2 separate regions of the Gossypium arboreum genome follow, and region 1 is linked to region 2. A link is a contact called in public Hi-C data. All regions are on one chromosome and are shown on one strand. The core of a region is the stretch at or near the end of the contact, and the rest is flanking DNA. Distances in the headings are between cores, read along the strand shown.

The links. A called contact is a pair of places that touch in the nucleus more often than the background predicts.
Region 1: a contact with region 2 is called in a Hi-C map of leaf, with 2.9 times the contacts expected there. The contact joins the promoter of LOC108478501 here to the promoter of LOC108479813 in region 2. A contact is called at or near these places in 2 of 5 Hi-C or Micro-C datasets (both in leaf).

Annotation. Positions count from the first base shown.
Region 1 is chr12:85,659,223-85,664,523 of ASM2569848v2, forward strand. LOC108478501 (spindle and kinetochore-associated protein 1 homolog) reads right to left here and starts at 2,968. Exons shown (of 9, transcript XM_017780960.2): 1 at 2,655-2,968; 2 at 2,417-2,541; 3 at 2,155-2,267; 4 at 1,515-1,587; 5 at 1,369-1,436; 6 at 1,147-1,252; 7 at 1,032-1,061; 8 at 785-898; 9 at 199-515. The coding sequence starts at 2,751. The coding sequence ends at 438.
Region 2 is chr12:85,469,092-85,474,447 of ASM2569848v2, forward strand. It overlaps LOC108479813 (cytochrome b5 domain-containing protein RLF), which reads right to left and starts at 2,997. Exons shown (of 7, transcript XM_053023437.1): 1 at 2,810-2,997; 2 at 2,572-2,695; 3 at 2,176-2,398; 4 at 1,844-2,014; 5 at 1,604-1,738. The coding sequence starts at 2,610.

The DNA of each region.
Region 1 (5,301 bases), core at 1,718-4,217, 190 kb after region 2:
ATTCGATGACCCCGAACTCAAATCTGACTCATTTCGATTAAAATATAAAAAATAACTCCAACTTATTTAATACTAACTCAAACTAATTCCAACTATAAAGAAACCAAACCCAAAATGACCCCAAACCGATCCAATCAATCTAATTGACAAGTCTATAGAAGAGAGAGAGCAATATGATTATCGGCTGGCAGCTGGAGGGATAAAAAAATCAACCCATATATAAATTTATATTTCTTGTTATTCAACTTCCATATCAGAAAGAGTTCAGATTTGAACCATATATTCCTGGAGACAGTCCTAGTAAGCTTTACTAATACTCATCCAGGACTCTAGATAGTTACTGCCTACTTAATCATCTTCACACTTCAACATCAATGCAAGTTGGACACAGAATTAACAATATAAGCTGTAATTAAGCGTACATGAATTGAGACGATTCATTGAGGTTTCAAAAGAATGATCACACGATGATGTCCCATCCGAGTCTCACTGATGCGACCAAGGTGACGAAGGACCTATCAAACAGCATATAGCCATGAAATAAACAAGGGGTTTCAATATGTTTCTACATAAAACATCACTTGCATAACATGACATAAATGACAGTTTCATTCCCATTGTGGAGTATTTAGAAGTTCTTAACAATTAATTAACCATAAGAATAAAATTGAACCATATATCTTAAACAGCTCTATTAATCAATAAAACATTGCATCCTAATTAACGTACATGTCATGAATAGGCTTTTATCAGCAAACGAAAGGAAGGGCAAGAAGGAACTCACAGTTAGAATGGCTTTTCCAGTATTGTCAAGCTTCAATGATGGTCCTTTCATATCAGTTTCAAGGAAAAAGTGCTTTCCCTTTATAGATTCTGTCGTTGCAATATCTTTCAGTTCCTGCATATGGTAATTCAAAAAATTACTTGCAAATTCACAGCAGTTAATTAGCATGTTCAGCACCAACGTGATAAAATGGTTACAATAGACAACAGAGAAACATTGTGTCACATGCTGGTTAGGATTTACTTACCAAGGCTCTCTCCCATTGATTTTCTGCCAACTTCATGAAGAAAGGGAAAATTATTAGCGAAGACCATGAGATTATAGACACATAAATAAACACCACAAAGCTTTGAAATGAATACCTTCTTCTTAGGAGCAGCAATAAGCTGAGCATTTGCCTCAGCATATGTTGCCATGTCATTAATAGCTGCATTGACCTTCTCAAGTGTGAGCCTTCCTCTCATGTACCTGCACTAGAGATGAGTTAGTGATAGACAAGAATGAAATCGTTATTAAGCCACTTTAAAAGAAGAGAGTGCAGCAAAAGAAATTATCCTAGCCTTGGTTTAAAAAGATATACTTACGAAGACAATGAATCTAATTCACCGGCAGTTATGTACCATAATGGCGGAGAGCCACGGCTTTTCTTCTCCTGCCATTACAGGAAATATAATGAAATAAGCCCCAAGTTCAGTTCCATCTATTTAGCAACTATAGTGCCATTACAAACCTTTGGTATAGCAGCAGGCTCCTCAACCATAGTGCTCTGATTAGGCTGCTGTTTACAGGCTTCAGGAACCAAACTGAGACAAAATGATGTTGCATATAATCATTATCTCTACATACAAGAAACTGAAATTAAAGTATATTACTATATAGCAAAGTTTCCTGAATATACTTTAACTTGGTTATTTTTAGTCCTGTACTTTTCAATTTTTAAAACTGCAGTCATTACCAAATGGTAGCTGTTTAAGTTTTGTTATTTCAAAATTTGATGCAACAAACATATCATCATATGTGTCATGACAGTTTGTTATTTCCATTGAGAAAAAAGCCAGATTGAAATTTTAAAAAGTATAGAAAATATGAATGATCAAATCAGAGAACATAGACTAAACCTATAACTTTAGGCATAGTACAATATTAATAACAGAATTTAACCAATAGGGTTTAACTGCTACCGGTTGGGTAAAGTCTAATATTTCAAAATTCAAAAAGTCCGGAGATTAAAATTAGACAATTCAAAAAGTAAAGGGACTAAATTTTGACAAAACTAAAATATAGAGACTAAATCACAACTTACACATAGGGACTAATGGCAGAATCTAACCTATACATAATGAGAAAAAGAAATCTCGCAATTTAATTACCCTCTATCAGAGTCCAAATTCAAGGTTGCAGTTCTTTCAGGCAAATATGAGGGTGCATAAACAGACATACTCTGCAATTTCTTCTGCTGCCGCAGCGATTTGGCAATCAGTTTCTGAAATCATCACAACGATCTCAGCTCAGCCAAAAAATTTCCAATAATATTCAAATTAACTATACTAAAAAGACCTTATTCCGAACCTTAATTTTAAAAGTTCAAGCCTCTAAATGAGGAAAGAACTGAAGATTTTAGAAGGAACGTACTTTGGCTTTTGGAATGGCCTTGGTTTCCTCGTGCAAGCGGTCCTTGATCGCCTTCACTTGAAGCTCCATGCCCTTCAATGCCGCATCAATTGCCGACAAATCCGTCACACTACTCGCCGGGTACACTGTGAACAAAGGAAGAGCATTAATCTTACAAGCTCTAAAGCAAAATTTAACATGGATTCCGAAAAGAAGAAAAAGGAAGGGGGAAAGAGAGCTGAATTCCGAGTTAACTCACTGTTCCTTGCAATGACGAGTTCTTGTAGCTCAGCGATTCGAGTGTTGAATGAAGATATCAGAGAATCGAGTGATGAACCGGCTTGTTTAAGATCCATCTCTGTTCTCTCCTCTTTACGAGTGGGACCGATTGGTTTCGAATGGGTAATCAATTGATTTTAGGGATTTGAGAGTTTTGGTGGGAAACAGAAAGGGGATTAGAGTTTGAAATTAGAACCAGTGATGACGAAGGTGATCCGGGGAATTGAAACAACAATTATTTTCTAACAATTGGACAATTTGAAATCCGCCAGAGACCCAATAGTAACATTTGGGATATTATTAGCCCAAACTATATGGATATTATTAGCCTATTACTCAGGCAAATTTGTTTATATTTGGGATAAAAGTAACAGTTAGTCCTTGAATTTGGTAACTTTTTTAACTTAATCCTTGAATTATTTTGCTCTACATTAGTCCTTGAACTTGGTAATTTATTTTCAATTTTAATCCATGTGATGACATGGCATTAATATTGTATCATGTCATCACCTAAAAAGCTATATTTTTAATTTAAAAAATTAGTTGATGACATGGCACAAATCTTAGAGTGTCACATCATGGACCAAAATTTGAAAAAAATTGTCAAATTCAATAACTAAATATTGTCTTATCCCTTTATACTTTCAAGGGTTAATTTCACTAAACGTCACAAAGCTATTGTACATATGTTAAATTGATCTCCGAACTTCAAAATGTTTTATTTGAGTTTTAAAAGTATTAATATTGTATCAATCAAATTCTTAGATTAGGTTGATATTCAATTTAGGCGTTAAATGTCGATTTGGGTTTGGCGTGCATTATATTCAAAACATGTTTATACCAACTATATGAATAATTTGAATCCAACTACAAAATAAAAAAAAATTAGAGTGAGAAATTGAGTTATCAATGCAATAGGTACACATATTATTACAATTTAATCCGTTATGATTTGAACTCAAACTACTCCTCGAAAAGTGAATACCCAATCAATATGCTACATTTGATCCACACTTTTCATTACTAGAAAAATTCAATTAATTATAACTTTTAAGAGGGATTTAGAATTTAAGGAAATTACTCTTCAAAATAATTTATTGTGAAGAAATACAATAAAACAAACGATTCATTCAATGTTTTTATTATTTACTTGAGTTGATTCCAAATAGTTTCCATATTCATTTGTATAGAATGTTTGTATCTACTTTTAGGAGACAAGATGCCCAAGCTTCAATATAAGTCCCTTGCCCCAAGATAAAAACTCAACCCAGCCAAGTTGATGCAACTTTATTAGCATTTTAAATGCCGGAAATCTGTGGTTTAATTAGCAAAATAAATTAATATCATGAGGACGATAATTTTCCATGATTTACAGATTAGTACTTATGAAAGCCAATACATAGATAAATTTCAAAGTGAAGTGGATCGACACGTGATGAATAAATTGCAGCAATACATTCAAAATGGTAGGTGCATTTATAATGGTTTCAATCAACTACGACCAGTTTTGGGTCCACTGATATATGTAGTCAATATTTTCTACTTACATATTATCCGGTTATTTCAGTTGGTACCATGTGCAACTGTTGCAACACAAGACTTCAAACTTTCAACTGTAGAAAACTGATCTATGTAATAACTGATGATGAACAGCCGCCGACCTCATTTAAAGAAGAAAACTCTCGACAACCACCATCACATAATCTTTAGACATTACATGCATCTACTATACATATATATCTCTCTTTCATTTACAATCCATTCCATGCATTTAATTCATCTTTTACTATTGTTGATACAAGGAGGATCTCGTCGCGGTGAGGGTGAGCCGTAGAAAAATTAGGCTGACCGGAATATGAAGGTTTTAGAGAGGATTAGAGAGAAAGCTAGAGGAGAAGATCCTTCTCGTTTTATGGTTCCAGACCAGAGTTAGAAAAGAAAATTTGGGGAGAACAAAAATGAACAATGAATTTTTTGAAGACAAAATACAATTTTATCTTTATATTAACTTGGGATTTCATAAATTTTGAAGGGACTAAATGGTTAATTTACCATTTTTTGGGGAGCCAAAGCCACCGCCTGCATCTTGTCTTTGCCCTTGTTCCAGACACCTTGAAAAGTAACTGATCGACCTACTAATGCCTTGTCGTCATAGATATGAATTGTCAGGAAATGAATATACGTGAATGGCGCACATCATGCTCAAGTCATGCATGTAGTCCCAATGATTCAGGCTCGTAAGATCTCAAGTTTGTAAAGTTTTGATCTCGTGGGTGTCTAACGCACAAAATGATTCCCTTAATCTGACGCATTGTTCACAAGGGCACAATAGAACATAAAACGAACTCACTATAGGCATAACAACTATCAACATCTTATGCTTTTTTTTTAAACATAGCAATGGCCATTGTGCTCATTTTTTAAGTGCCATTGTGCTTTTCTTTTCTTATCACATAAGGAGAAAGATAATGCAAAACCAAATAACTATACGTCATTGTTCTTGCATGCACATAACTAAGAACAAAAGCTAGCTTCACCAAACATTACATCTAGTGATAGTGTTTGTCATCATATAAAAAGATCAATGAAACATAAATATATTTCAACAAATATATATATATATGATC
Region 2 (5,356 bases), core at 1,747-4,246:
GGTACTCTTGAAGTTAAAATGCTTTTCAACCCAAACGCAAAAGCTAGAAATTCTAGCTTCTGCATTTGAAAGAAGCACTTTTGGAGTCAAATAAAATTTTAACCCTCATCTATAATCTAATGTATCTTATGTAATAGTTATATTGGTATACAATTATTTTCCTATTAAAATCTATTTCAAATACATAACATTATATATCTGAATTTGTAATAATCATTTTTAATATTTAAAATATAGTTTATATATTCAAATTAAATTTTACAAACAATTCATATTAATTGCTTAAAAAACATGTAAAATTTATATTTCATATATCAAAATATTAATAATATCATTTTCTTATATTTCTAAAGAAATATCATAATATTAATGAAATTTAACATCATTTAAATGCATATTTCTTATTTTGCAACATTACGTCTAAAATGGACTTTTTATTTCTTAAAAGCACTTTTTGATAACAATACAAAACATTTGAACCTTAAACCAAACTTTTCAAGAACACTTCTCAAAAGCAATGAAGAACTAGCCCTTACTAAAGTTGGATCATGTTCCACCCCCCACTCTTCCTTATATTGCCTTTGTTGGTTTCTATTGCAATCCTCCATAGACCTTGCTTGAAGAAGCAGTTTCCTTACCAGTAACTGCCTTTGGAAACACCATCGACCCTACTAGATAAAGGTCTCCTTGCACCGTAGAGTAAAACTCTTTTCTCAGCTTGTAAGTCACAACGTCGAGCATCTTCCAAATTATAGACACAAACCAACCCCAGTTCATCTCCAATACTTAAATCCAAACTCACAAGATAACGAGCTCTTAGCCGATCAATAGTTTCATTCAAACCAACTCTAATGAACAGATTACTAAATTCAGTAGCGTAGTGATCAACAGACTTATCAAACTCTCTGAGCAAGTAAAATTTTCCATAAAGTTCAATAGCATAAGCTGCTGGTGGAAAATGTATCTGCATCTTCCCTTTCATGTGAACCCAACAACTGATTTTTTGCTGTCCTTGACATGATCATACTCTCTTCCACCATTGCAGTGCAACGCCATTTAATTTCAGGTTCACAAATAGAAGCTTTCTAGGTTCAGCCATGGGTTTCCACTCAAAATAATGTTCTACTATGGCTTCCCAATCCACATATTCTTCAACATGTAACGTCCCATGGAAATCATCCGGTAGAGTATTTATTCTAGAACTCTTACTACTAAGAGTCTTATACTGATAAAATACCACACTCAAATAAAATAACAGAAAAACAAACTTTAAATAATTAAACTAATATGGCACTCCTGCATCAGATGTGTTCATTGAAAACCAAATCCAGAAAACTAAAAATAAGAAGGAATATTCTTTTCAAATTATAGAGTTCATAGGAAGATAAACCTTCAGATAAATGCCACATATCCCTATACTGCAAAAACTAGAAGCTGACTAAAATAGAAGATAGACTTCCAACAAATAATAAATATGACTGCCTTAGAGAAAACTGCAGATTATCTACTTGGGCCAGATAAATCTAACTCAGATTTATCAAAGAATAGAGTGTTCATTCTGTCAAAGGTTAAAACTTCCACAATTGAAAAGCCACATACGTACCTCCAGGGTGAAACTTCATGTATGGAGATATATTGTAGACACGTCCTTTCAGAACAGTCCACATGGAACCTTCTTTTTGATTTTGCTTAACTTCACTCATTGAAACAAGCCTCCTATTTGACTGCCCTTTCAATCCTAAAACACAATTTTTGGTGAAATATAGAAGAAACATGCAGTTGGCATTACATTTTGAAGAGTTAAATGAGAGGGGAACGTCTTAGGAACTGTTTCGCATCATACCTGCAAGGTCAGGATGAGTTTGACTAAGCTTAAGCCAGTCCATTTGACTATATCCCTTCTCAAAAGGAACCTTGGTCCGAGGTGCAGACTTTCTGGTAGAACTTCGTGGTTTTTCTGACTTCACTGCTGAAGCACCCGCATCTACATATGCTACTTGTCTTGATGATTCACCTGATGATTTCAAACATGAAGCATCAATAACATTGAAAGTCAAAGAACCAACGGTAGCCTGATGTACAAAGGTAACATTATTTGTATGTTTATCTTTCCAGGGAAAACCACCATTCTTACTACTATCGCTGCAGTTTGAGGATTGTCTTTAATGGCAATACCTGATGATTTCAAACATGAAGCATCAATAACATTGAAAGTCAAAGAACCAACAGTAGCCTGATCTACAAATGTGGCATTATTTGGATGTTTATCTTTCCAGGGAAAACCACCATTCTTGCTATTATCGCTGCAGTTTGAGGTTTCGTCTTTAATGGCAATACCACCAATATCAGCTGCAAGATTCTTTTCCTCCAAACCATTTTGATCAGTCGGTAACCCAACCTAAACCAGAAACCATATATTTAACTATTCTTACAATAAAATGAAAATATCCGGCACTCAAGTTTATATCGGGAGTAAAAAAGAATAACACATCTTATTCTTGATACATTACGCCAATACACCAAATGAAAAGGTGTACTTTAAGGTCATGAAAATTATAGAATTTAACTTGCCTTACAAAAGGTGAAATCATCATTGCTGGTGTTGTCCATGCTATGAGGGGAGACTAAGATTTACAAAATCAAGTCAGGCAACAGTTCCTCTCAAGTGATACAATTACAACAGCTCTTACACCATCTGAAATTTCAAAATCAGAAAGATTTTCAGAAAACGATGATATAAAATGCCATTAATCAAGGAAATAAGGGCAAATTACAAACTAAAATATTAGAATCTGTTGCTCGGACTCGCCTGAACGAAGGCCACACCCTTGTCGACGCCGGTAAGGACACAGGATATGTGGCCGATCCGAAGAAAAGCACTGGAAAAGAAGAAAACGTTCGAGAGGGTGGAAAAAGAGGAAATAAAAACCCGCCGCTGGAAAGAAAAGAAACTAGGGCACAGCTGCATGCATGGGCTAAGGGTTTATGGGCTTTAGTCTGGGTTTTTTTAAATTTGATTAAAGTTTTATTTAGATCTTAGTTGAATAATAAGACATTATTTCAAAATAAATGTAAATTAATCAATATGTTTAATAAATTTCTATTTATATTGTGAAATTTACCAACTATTCTTATTTTTATTTATGGATCATAATACTATGTTAAATTTGAATTTAATATTCTAAAATCTAAAAGAAATAAAAGAATGTTATAAAATAAAATGATAAAGAATAAAAAAAAGAAATGTGTATTTAGTCACCAATAGGAATATTTATAATACTTCTCTAAAGTCTATATTTATAAATATAAGAAGTAAATGAAATCAAATTATGCTCCTAATGGATATTAAAGTCCTAAGTACATCAAGCTTCTTATCCTAAAAGACATACACTTTATAATAATAAAATATTTATAACACTCCCCATTAAATGTTCATTTATAGATAACATGCCTTATTACAATTTTATTAAGATAAAAATCATGTTGGAAAAATTCTTAATAAAGGAAAAAGAATACACATATTTATAATATGGATAACTTGCTACCTCATTAAAAGTCTTACCAAGAAAACTGACAAAACCTCAATTAAATGAAAGACAGTACAGCATATATTTACCTCTCTCATGACAACATCATATAATATCTCATATTCTACATCTTTCAATATTGAATATATTAACTTTGCAAACGATCATTTGAAGAGATTTAATAAATGTTTATATTATCATTCTTCTAAAAGTCATGACTGAGAAATAATCATAGCAAACTTTCATTATGATCCTTCTATAAAACACATAGGTTTAAATCATTTTAAACCATATAAATATTACACAAACATATTAAATAATTTTCCAAAAATTATATATATTTATAGTATTCTAAATCTTTTAAGAATTTTAATATAAACTTTACTATATAGTGATTCATCTAAAATTTATAACAACAATCATAAGTCGCATATCAAATCTTTCATTAACCACCATACTAATAAGATATTTAAAGGTTATTGCATTCAACACAAAAGAAAATATTTTCATAATCAATACCAAGACTGAACAAAAAACTTAATTTTTTTTTATTTCATTTTCACAAAACTTACTCATTTATATCCCATTAGTTTTATAGTTTAGATGTATGGACTGCTAGTCCAAAAACTTCCTCAATTTAATTTTACTTCAATTGTGTATTTCTATTTTAGTCAATCTATTCCATGTCTATATTTCTCGACAAATTTATTTAAGATCCACATTTCCTTTCATTCTTTCAACATTGCAAAACTATTGTCAGCAACTATTCATTTCAGTTCCAAATTTTTTATTGACATAACTTACTAAGATCTCTTCATTTTCATTATTTTTATCTCCAAGTGTCACACTTGGGAACGTTAAATGGTAAGTACAATAGTAATTCTGGGTATCTAACTATAAAACTTTCTATTTAAGAGGACCTTAGTGTAATTATGTGAATATTGTTAACTGAATTGGAAATTGCTTAGACGTCAACTATTAGTCTCGTTACATTAGAATTGGTAATTTTTTAGTTGGAAACATTATGACGAGGAACATTAATTTTGGAGCTAACGAATTGGTTTTGGTGAATGAATGTAGGAAGGTTATATAAGAGATGAATGCCATTATCCTTAAAGCACTCTAATTTTTGTATTCATTATCTTTCTTTTATCTTCTTCTCTAGTTATTTGGTAAGAGAGACAAGTTAATGAGTAATCTCCATGGGGGAGAAATTAACGTATTAGCTTATGAAATTGAGAATTTAGTAAAATAGTAATCTTTTTAACTTTTCTATATCCTTTGATTGAGGAAAAGGTGGAGAAAATTAAGGGTTTCAATTAATTCATTAAATTTGTACTATGATAATTAAGGTCATAGTTAGCCTTTAAAGTTTCTCTACATGCAAATGAATCATGGTTTTCTTACATGCGCATGCCTTTGTTTTGATTTTGATATGGTTATGCTTAGGTAACTAAGAAAGAGGAGGCTCAAGCGATAAGCGCAAAATAAAGCAGATGTAGTCACTATCAACTTTTAGGTATTTTGTTGATGAGTTTCTGAACTCAAAATCCTCAGTGCTTGTTTATGTATATCAGTACTGTGTTGTTGTGGCATGTTTGATTTCATGTTCTACTAATGATGAGGAGATGAATTATTGTGAAATGTTTTTTTTACTATTGAAGCATACAATGTGTTGATTTACAGATGCATGCCTGGTTGAATATATAAGTTGTTGTTTTGATGAACTGTTACTGGTAAAGTAATTACTGAAGGGGTTATCATTAATATGGTCCGATAGATGATATGTTTAGTATGATCTGTGTTGTATTATTCACAATATGTTTAGT